Regions from separate parts of the Mus musculus genome. Here regions 2 and 3 are each linked to region 1. A link is a contact called in public promoter capture Hi-C data. All regions are on one chromosome and are shown on one strand. Each heading gives the region's core, a stretch centred on a gene start, on an enhancer-like site or on the middle of the called end of the contact. The rest is flanking DNA. Distances are from core to core; before and after follow the strand shown.

Region 1 (2,509 bases), core at 7-2,506:
TTATTTATTTATTTTCGAGACAGGGTTTCTCTGTGTAGCTCTGGCTATCCTGGAACTCACTCTGTAGACCAGGCTGGCCTCGAACTCAGAAATCTGCCTGTCTCTGCTTCCCGAGTGCTGGGATTAAAGGCGTGCGCCACCACACCCAGCTTAAAAGGGGGTCATCATTTATGGTTCTAGCCACAACATCTTGTCTTAAAAGATTTATTTTTATTTAAATGTCTCCATGTGTGTACCACATGTGTTTGGGTACTCTCGGAGGGCAGCAGGTAGGAGGGCAGCGGGTAGGTACCAAATCCTCAGGAGCTGGATAACAAATGTTTGTGAGCCACCTCATGTGGGTGCTGAGGACTGAACTTGAGTCCTCTGGAAGAACAGCAGCAAACAGTCTTAACTACCAAGCCTTTTCTCCAGCCCCAGTAACACTTAAAGTGGCTCGTCACTCTCTTTTTTGATCCGTTTACACACGATGACTTAGAGTCCCAAAAATCAGAAGTTCTGGAAAAGCCGGTTTTAGTTTTGGTCCTTCTTGCACTCAACACCAAACAGAAAATATTTGTGCTTAATCCATCTCTTTTTAATGAATTGCTGCAAGAATAGCGTGAGAGACTCGAAGGCCCACTAGCAGACATTGGCCTATCTCTAAAATGAAAAAGAGAGTGGAGTGGAGATTTTGGGTGTAATGAGAGCCTAGTATGTGTTGAGTAGTGCGCTAAATATAGCTTCATTCTTTGTCTTATTTAGACCTTTCCAAAACCCTTATCTGTATGTAATAAAAATTGATGATAGGGGCTGAATATGTAACTTGGTAGGGTGCTTGCCTGTCATCCTGAAAGATTAGGTTCCCTTTCCAACACCGTATACATGGGGTGTGGTGGTAGTGCATGTCTGTAATCCCAACACTCAGGATGTGGGGGTCATAAGGATGAGAAGTTCAAGGTTAGCCTTGGCTGGAGTACATAGGATATTTAAAGTGAACCTGCCCTACTTGAGACACTATTTCTAAGACAGACAGACAGACAGACAATCAAGCACACACATAAAAACTACTGACGAGTCAGGATCAGAATGAGGGAAGCCTGAAGTTACAGCCTGGGTCTACCTGGTCCCTTAACACTGTGGCCAGTCCTCCCTTTGCATTCGCGCGCAGGCCCGTCCCGCGGCGCTCGCGTGACGTCATCACGCGCGGCCGTGCGGGCGCCCTCGGGGCTTTTAAATGAGGCCTTCGTAGGCGGGCAGCAGTGAGTTCAGCACAAAACGTGTGTGGAAGCGTCGGCTTTTCTCGGGGGCCAGAGCCGCTTGGGACCCTGAGGTGGGCGGAAAGGCGGCTGCGCGCCGACTCCGGCTCGTCGGGAACGCGAGGGGCGGGAGAGGGAACATGGCGACGCGGGTCTGAGGCAGCGCCTCACCGGACTTTGCTCACAGGCCTTCCTCGGCGGCTTCCCTCACGTGTCTTCCTCGGCGGCTTCCCTCACAGGCCCTAAGGCTTTCCTCATTCGACCCCTCTCCTTCCCCGATACTTTTGTCTCCCTTTGCTTCTCTGTAGTTCCCTCCCCTCCCCCTCAGCCCCACACTCAGGGGAAAGGAGAGGTAGGTGGTAGGCGGAGAGGGACGCCCCTGAGACCCCATAGGGACCCAGAGGCCAGTTCCTGCATTGGACTCCTAAGTATCTCAAGGCCGCACGGGATGACAGGGACAGACACCCAGCGTGAGTGAAGAAGTCAAGCTACAGCGTTAATTCCGATGACACCTTTAAAGGTGCCTGTGAATTGTTTTCTGGAGTTGCTCGCACCTGAGTGTCACAAGTGCAAAGTTCTCTTTGAAAAGGACACGGTCCCTGGGATCCAGAGAGCCTTTTCTGTGTGCATCGCATGTCATAGACCGCCTCCATAGCTGTATATAACTAGAGGAAATGGAAACACGATTTGTATTGGTGGTAAGGGAGTGAGGGGAAGGGAAGACAGCCCTGCCATAATGTAAACAATGCGAGAACACAGGGCACCCTTCTGGTTTGGGGTCTTACTAACTCAGCTAATGTTGAGGCTAACACTCCTTGCATAAGTTAAAGGGAACGGATCTTTGCTACAAAGAATCGTTCTGCCTGCCTGTGTGTTTTAGTCACTTGAGGTAGATGCTAATCAAGCAAAGGCTTTTTATGACCCAAGGTGATATAGGTTTGATCTTGACCTTTTGTTTGTCTTCAGTTAACTGTAGACTCTAGGAAGGATCCGACCCTCACTCTCTGGGAGCCTTCACTGCCCAGCTGAAATAATTGTGGGCTAGAGTGAAGGAGAATTCTAGGAAGATGAGCTCTAGCATAACCATGAGTGAACCAAGGCTGAACTGGTGAGTTGGTCCTCTTCCTGATCCACTGTGAAGGAACAAGCTGGGGATGGTGGGTATCATAGGAAAGGAGATTTCTGGCCTGGAGAGATTTTATAATTTTTAGCCACCAGGGTCTCAGAAATTACCCTGTTCATATACCAAGTTTGTTGAGTTATAGCTGACT
Region 2 (2,509 bases), core at 8-2,507, 570 kb before region 1:
TACACACACACACACTTACCCATATATACACACTCATACACACATACCCAAACACCCATACACACACCCATACACATACCCATACACACACAAACACCCATATACCCGTACCCATACCTATACACACACCCAACACACACATACACCCCCCCCCCACACACACACACCTGACACATAAGCTACTTGACGGTTCCAGCCTAGCACTGGTGTCCATTCTTAATGCGTTCATTTTCTAGCTTCTTATTTTCTCCATTAGTTTTATTTTAAACCTAACTTTTTTTTTTTTTCATTTAAATGAACTGAAAACTAACGGCTCCATGTGGTGGGTTTGTTTCTTCCAAGGAGCAGGGGTTTCCAAGGTGGTGTGTTTAATGAAAATCTACTTCAATAGCAGCAGTTACCTTGAACAAACAGGAACTGCAGCCTCCTGTGAAGGAATCTCACCTGTCAGGAGACATTAATCAGCCTGTGAGGAGTGGAGGCTAGGCGCTGTGGTTAATTATTTAAAACTAGTTTCCTCTGAAAACATTTCTCAGACCATGCTGGCTGCTTTTGTTACGTATGGACATCGGCAGTGACAGTTTGTGCTTTTGCTGAGGTGGTTCTAAAAATACAGGAGAGGAATGTGGGTATATGATCAAAGTTCAGGGGCATTGTGATTTTTCTGCCTGTAGGTTTTGTGGAAAACAGTTGCTTGGAAAATTCAGATGAAGGTGTGTGTGTGTGTGTGTGTGTGTGTGTGTGTGTAGACATGGATCTACATGGATATAAGAGTGTGACCCCTTGGCATGCATTTGTGAAGGGCAGAAGTCAAAGTGAGGTATTTTTCTCAATAGATTTCCACCTTGTGTTTTGGGATGGGGTCTCTCACAGAATTTGAAGCTTATGGATTCAGCTAGACTGGGCAGCCAGTGAGCTCCAGGGATCTGTCTGCTTCCCCTCCCCCTGCCCACCAGCAGTATGGTTATCAACCCATGTCACCATACTTGACAGTTCTATTTGGTTGCTGCCAATCCAAACTCAGGTTCTGATAGTTTTGCAGCAAAGAATGTGACCAATTCAGCCATCTCTAAGGCTTCCAGGTGAACCTTTTGAGACGCCTTGTTCTTTCTGTGGTTGAGTTTATATAGTGGATCTAAACTGGGCCCGGGATCCAAGCTCAACACTGGGAACACCTTGACTAGCCAACCTCTGCAAGGTGTGGCCAGTTTGCTGGCAAGGCAAGCAAGCATGGCCAGTGTGTTTACTTTGGAAGGATTGATTTTCTGCTACACAGGCAAGGTGCTCTGTAAATATTAGCCATGGAAGGAATACCAGTCCTCACACTGGCCCTGGTCACTTAGTAAAGCCCTGCACATTTACCTCATAAACTACTGAGACGAAAGGAGCTCATGAGAACTGACCCTCAAACCACACTGATGTCAAAGTTCCCTAGAGAAAGGGTGGATTCAAACTCCCAGTTCAGAAGCAACTGAAGGAGATGGTCAGGCAGTATTGTTAGCCATTTTACACACTAGACAGTCACTCTACCATTAAAGCATTCACCCTAGCCCTCTGGTTGTCTGTTTTCTGTCTTTGATACTAAGTTGTGCAGGCTGGTCTTGAACTTCAGACCCATCTACCTCAGCCTCTGGAGAAGGTAGGATGACGCAACTGCTTTCGATGTGCCTGGCTGGGTTGTGAGCTCCAAGCCTGACCCTTACCCTTCTCATTGCCCCCCCACCCCGGTCTCCAACTCTCTAAGAGAAGACATCAGATCTGCTTGCTTCTTAGGATGATGCCTGGCGTCTGTGCTAATGCACGTTGCTGTGCATCTGGGAGAACCCTTGTGTGGAAAACAGGAGCTCTTAGCAAAAATCTTCCCTCCGTGCCCTTTTCTCTTCTCAAACATAGCCTGGGCAAGTATAAGAGCGGCCACTGAGGATGAAGATGCTGATGGCCTCTAACCACCGGCCTCTGCAGGTCTCCCTCCCATCTTCATCCTCAGTCTAAATTCTTGAGACAAAGTACAGTTTTCCAATCCTACCCTCCCCCCCCCCAACCAGCAGCTTTGGGATAAAAACGAAATGGGGTCTACTTGATTTTGAAAAGTTTCCATTTAAAGAAAAGGACAGATTCAGCTTTGCTGAAAATGACCGAAATAAAATGTCTCCGACTCTGCTTTTCACAAGGACTGAATTTTTCTAAAGGAAACCATCCCTAAGAAAATGCCACAACACATATATTCCGCTAAAGGAACAATTGCTAAGGGGACAAATGAAGTCTAAGTCGCCTTCATTCTACTGGCAACAAAAATAACTGTCAGCTGTGTTGTCTGTCTGTGGCTCCTTTGCAAAGAAAGAAGAATTTGGTTTTCAGGAGACGTTATGGAAGACTGTGTGTGCATCCCTGGCTTTGAGGCTGACGCTCTGCCTCTTTCTTGGGTCTCTGATTTTTCCTGGGTACCAGGTCCACAGCCAAAGGTGACCAAAACATCATGAGAGTTGTCACTGAATCACGCATGAGTGAA
Region 3 (2,509 bases), core at 7-2,506, 510 kb before region 1:
GTCCCCTTCCCTTGGCTCAGTACTCAGTTTCCAAAGCATTGTTTTCTTCCTTGATTTACATGATGTCTGGGCATTGATCATCTTTAACCCAGCATTGATAGACAAAGGGATCTCACTTGGTAGTCAGGCAAACCAGAGTCAGGTGCTGGGTGAAGCTTCTAGAATGCACTGGATAAGGCTTTTTTGTCTGTATGGAATACTTTAAGTCTCTCCACTGGAGAAGGTCTTGTTTTGGTTTGGGTTTTTTGATGTTGATGTTGTTCCTTCAAATAATTATCTTAAGCTCAGAAGCCACCTGGAACAAACTTCAAACTAATGCTGAGGAAACGGAGGTTAAAGAAGTGAGAGGTTTATATGGTGCGTATCTCTCCAGACCTCCTGCGTCCCTGGCTGCCAGAGGTCCACATGACTCTCTTCTCTCCCATCTCATGTTCCCAAACCTCTCATAAGAGTTTGGAGATGTATTTAGCAACAGTATCACGTGCCCTTTGCCTTTCCTTCTCTGCCTTCTGAACAGCCGCTCTTTACCCAACTCTCCCCCACCAGATTTGTCATCAGTCAGCCAGTTATCGATTCCTTATCCATTTCGCCCTCAACTTTGACCCGCTCAGAGAGTTTGCTGACATCATCTGCCCCACTTACCCCCACATCATCACCTTTGAGCTGAGATCTGGAACTTTCTTTGATGTCATCGGCCTTGTCTTACCCTGACTGTTTCCCTTCAGGAATATTCTCTTGGGTATGATATCAATCCCTGCCTTAGTGTCTCATTAACATTTCTTGACTAGTCACCTAAGACAACTTAATGCCTAGGCTTCGAAATGTGTATGGTTAATGCCTCAAAACGCCCAGTTAACCTTATGTAAACCTGTATCAGCTATGGGGTACGCTGGTGAAAGTGAGATTGGGTAAAACAAACATTCCCATTTAGTAAAAGGAGCGTGTTCTTGTCATCATCATCAAGAAATTCTAACCATCAGATGTGTTTTCCAGAAAGATCTTCTTTAGTTAATAATTTCTGGGGGGAAAAAAACTAATGCTAAGTATAACCCATAATTTTACATCTGTTAAGTGATTTGAACTGTAAAATGTTAACATTCAAAAAAAAAAAAGTTTGCCTTTCCAGCTGTTGATCCTCTCTAAAGAGTTGCAGTTGGCATGCAGGACATCTCTCTGGCAGGCTCACAGAAGCTCTGTGTGCAGGACGCCTCTGTCTTTCTAGCAGGCTCCAGGAAGTTCTATTTTGATGCCTTCCGGGGGCAGGGTAAGTTTTTGTACATAATTCAGCTGCTTTCGCTTCCTTTTAACACACAAAGTCTGGTTAGAATTTACCTCTGTTTACTGCTTTACTTGGAATAGCCAGGTTGTGTTGTCCTCTGTACTTTGAAGGGGGCTACGTTGAAGCTGGAAGGAAGCAGGACCTTCCCGTACCCATTCCCTGTCCCCCACTTTTGCCAGTAATGTAAGACTCCCCTTCCCTTCTTGCCCACATGCACAAACTAGCCCTCGGCCCTCACAGACAGATGGGCAGGAAGTCTTGAGACTGCAGAAGGGACCTGGCTGGCTCAAGTTCCAGCATATATGTGGGGGAAGAAAGAAAGAGCATACGTACAGCCTAGTTTTTAGCTTCCACTGTGGTGAACACCTCCCTCTACGGTGTGCGCATGTAAGTCCCTGAGCCTCAGAGAAGGGCTACCATTCATGCATGCAAACTATGAGGGGGTGGCACTCAGGTGGGGGGGGGGAGGACAGAAATTCTAAATGTGTGAGCTGCCTTTGGGGGAATATGCCTCAGTGGCAGTGTGCTCCCCATTTATTTGAGAACCCGGTCTTCACACACACTCTCTGGGAGCCCTCACAGAGTGTTCTAGTGGAGCCCTGTATGCTGTGAGAATAATTTTTTTCCATCAAACAGTGAGGGGTTTTAATTGCTCAGCAGCCATTTCTCAATGTAAATTATTTTTCATTCCAGGGGTCCATAGAAGATTTAATTTGAAAGAGAATTCTACTGCTTAAGAAAGCATCTTCTTGGTAGCCACCACATGGTGACTTTGAATCTTTCGTCTAGCTCCAGGAGACTGTAAATAACTATAGCAGAATCCAGTGTGGCTGGTTATCACATTTGGAGTCCCCCAGTCCCCCTGAAATCAGCCCAGGCTTACTACCCACAGCCCATCCAAGAATTGTCCTCCCCATAGACTGGGGACCGTAAGAGCTCCAAACTGGCCCTTCTTTCTCTGGGCTACCCACTGTGCTTTCTCATCATCCTGTTTCTCTCACTGAAGGGAAGAGCTGAGCTTTGTCATGCTCATCTCTCCTAGTGTGTCCAGGGTTCTCCAGTATGAACAGAGGCTCTGTGCAGATGGGAACAAGCTCAGGGAGATGTGTAGGGTCTACCAAAGGCACTGAAGCACCTTGGCCTCATGTGCTGGAGGAATGCACACGAGGGAACTTGGCCTAGTAGAAACCCCCAAGGCCAAGCCAACCAACTTCTAGGTCTAACCTCTCC

Evidence for each region. Promoter capture Hi-C pulls out the DNA fragments that hold promoters and counts their contacts.
Region 2: a contact with region 1 is called in a promoter capture Hi-C map of liver, with 6 times the contacts expected there. The contact joins the enhancer-like site here to the promoter of Ice2 in region 1. A contact is called at or near these places in 5 of 39 promoter capture datasets (the 3T3-L1 cell line, cranial neural crest, hippocampal neurons and 1 more), 1 of 484 Hi-C or Micro-C datasets (nephron progenitors), 2 of 115 datasets of contacts at active chromatin or transcription factors (the SCID.adh cell line and embryonic stem cells) and 1 of 9 other capture datasets (adipose tissue).
Region 3: a promoter capture Hi-C map of liver shows a contact between it and region 1, with 6 times the contacts expected there. The contact joins the enhancer-like site here to the promoter of Ice2 in region 1. A contact is called at or near these places in 3 of 39 promoter capture datasets (hippocampal neurons and liver) and 2 of 9 other capture datasets (liver and pancreatic islet).

The regions. Positions count from the first base shown.
Region 1 is chr9:69,396,742-69,399,250 of GRCm38.p6, forward strand. It overlaps Ice2 (interactor of little elongation complex ELL subunit 2), which reads left to right and starts at 1,257. Exons shown (of 16, transcript NM_145618.3): 1 at 1,257-1,312; 2 at 2,205-2,346. The coding sequence starts at 2,306.
Region 2 is chr9:68,824,809-68,827,317 of GRCm38.p6, forward strand. The region is part of intron 1 of Rora (RAR-related orphan receptor alpha); the gene reads left to right. Gm31262 (a long non-coding RNA gene) reads left to right here. Exons shown (of 2, transcript XR_379583.4): 1 at 1-2,509. Among named protein-coding and RNA genes, the nearest start is that of Gm31262, 2.7 kb to the left of the region's middle. Within about 2 kb of position 1,258, at least 23 of the 459 cell types and tissues checked have an H3K27ac peak or open chromatin away from gene starts, as enhancers often do. A contact at or near this core is called in liver, where this site is marked.
Region 3 is chr9:68,883,350-68,885,858 of GRCm38.p6, forward strand. All of the region lies in intron 1 of Rora (RAR-related orphan receptor alpha), which reads left to right. It overlaps Gm31262 (a long non-coding RNA gene), which reads left to right. Exons shown (of 2, transcript XR_379583.4): 1 at 1-2,509. Among named protein-coding and RNA genes, the nearest start is that of Gm31262, 61 kb to the left of the region's middle. Within about 2 kb of position 1,257, at least 70 of the 459 cell types and tissues checked have an H3K27ac peak or open chromatin away from gene starts, as enhancers often do. A contact at or near this core is called in liver, where this site is marked.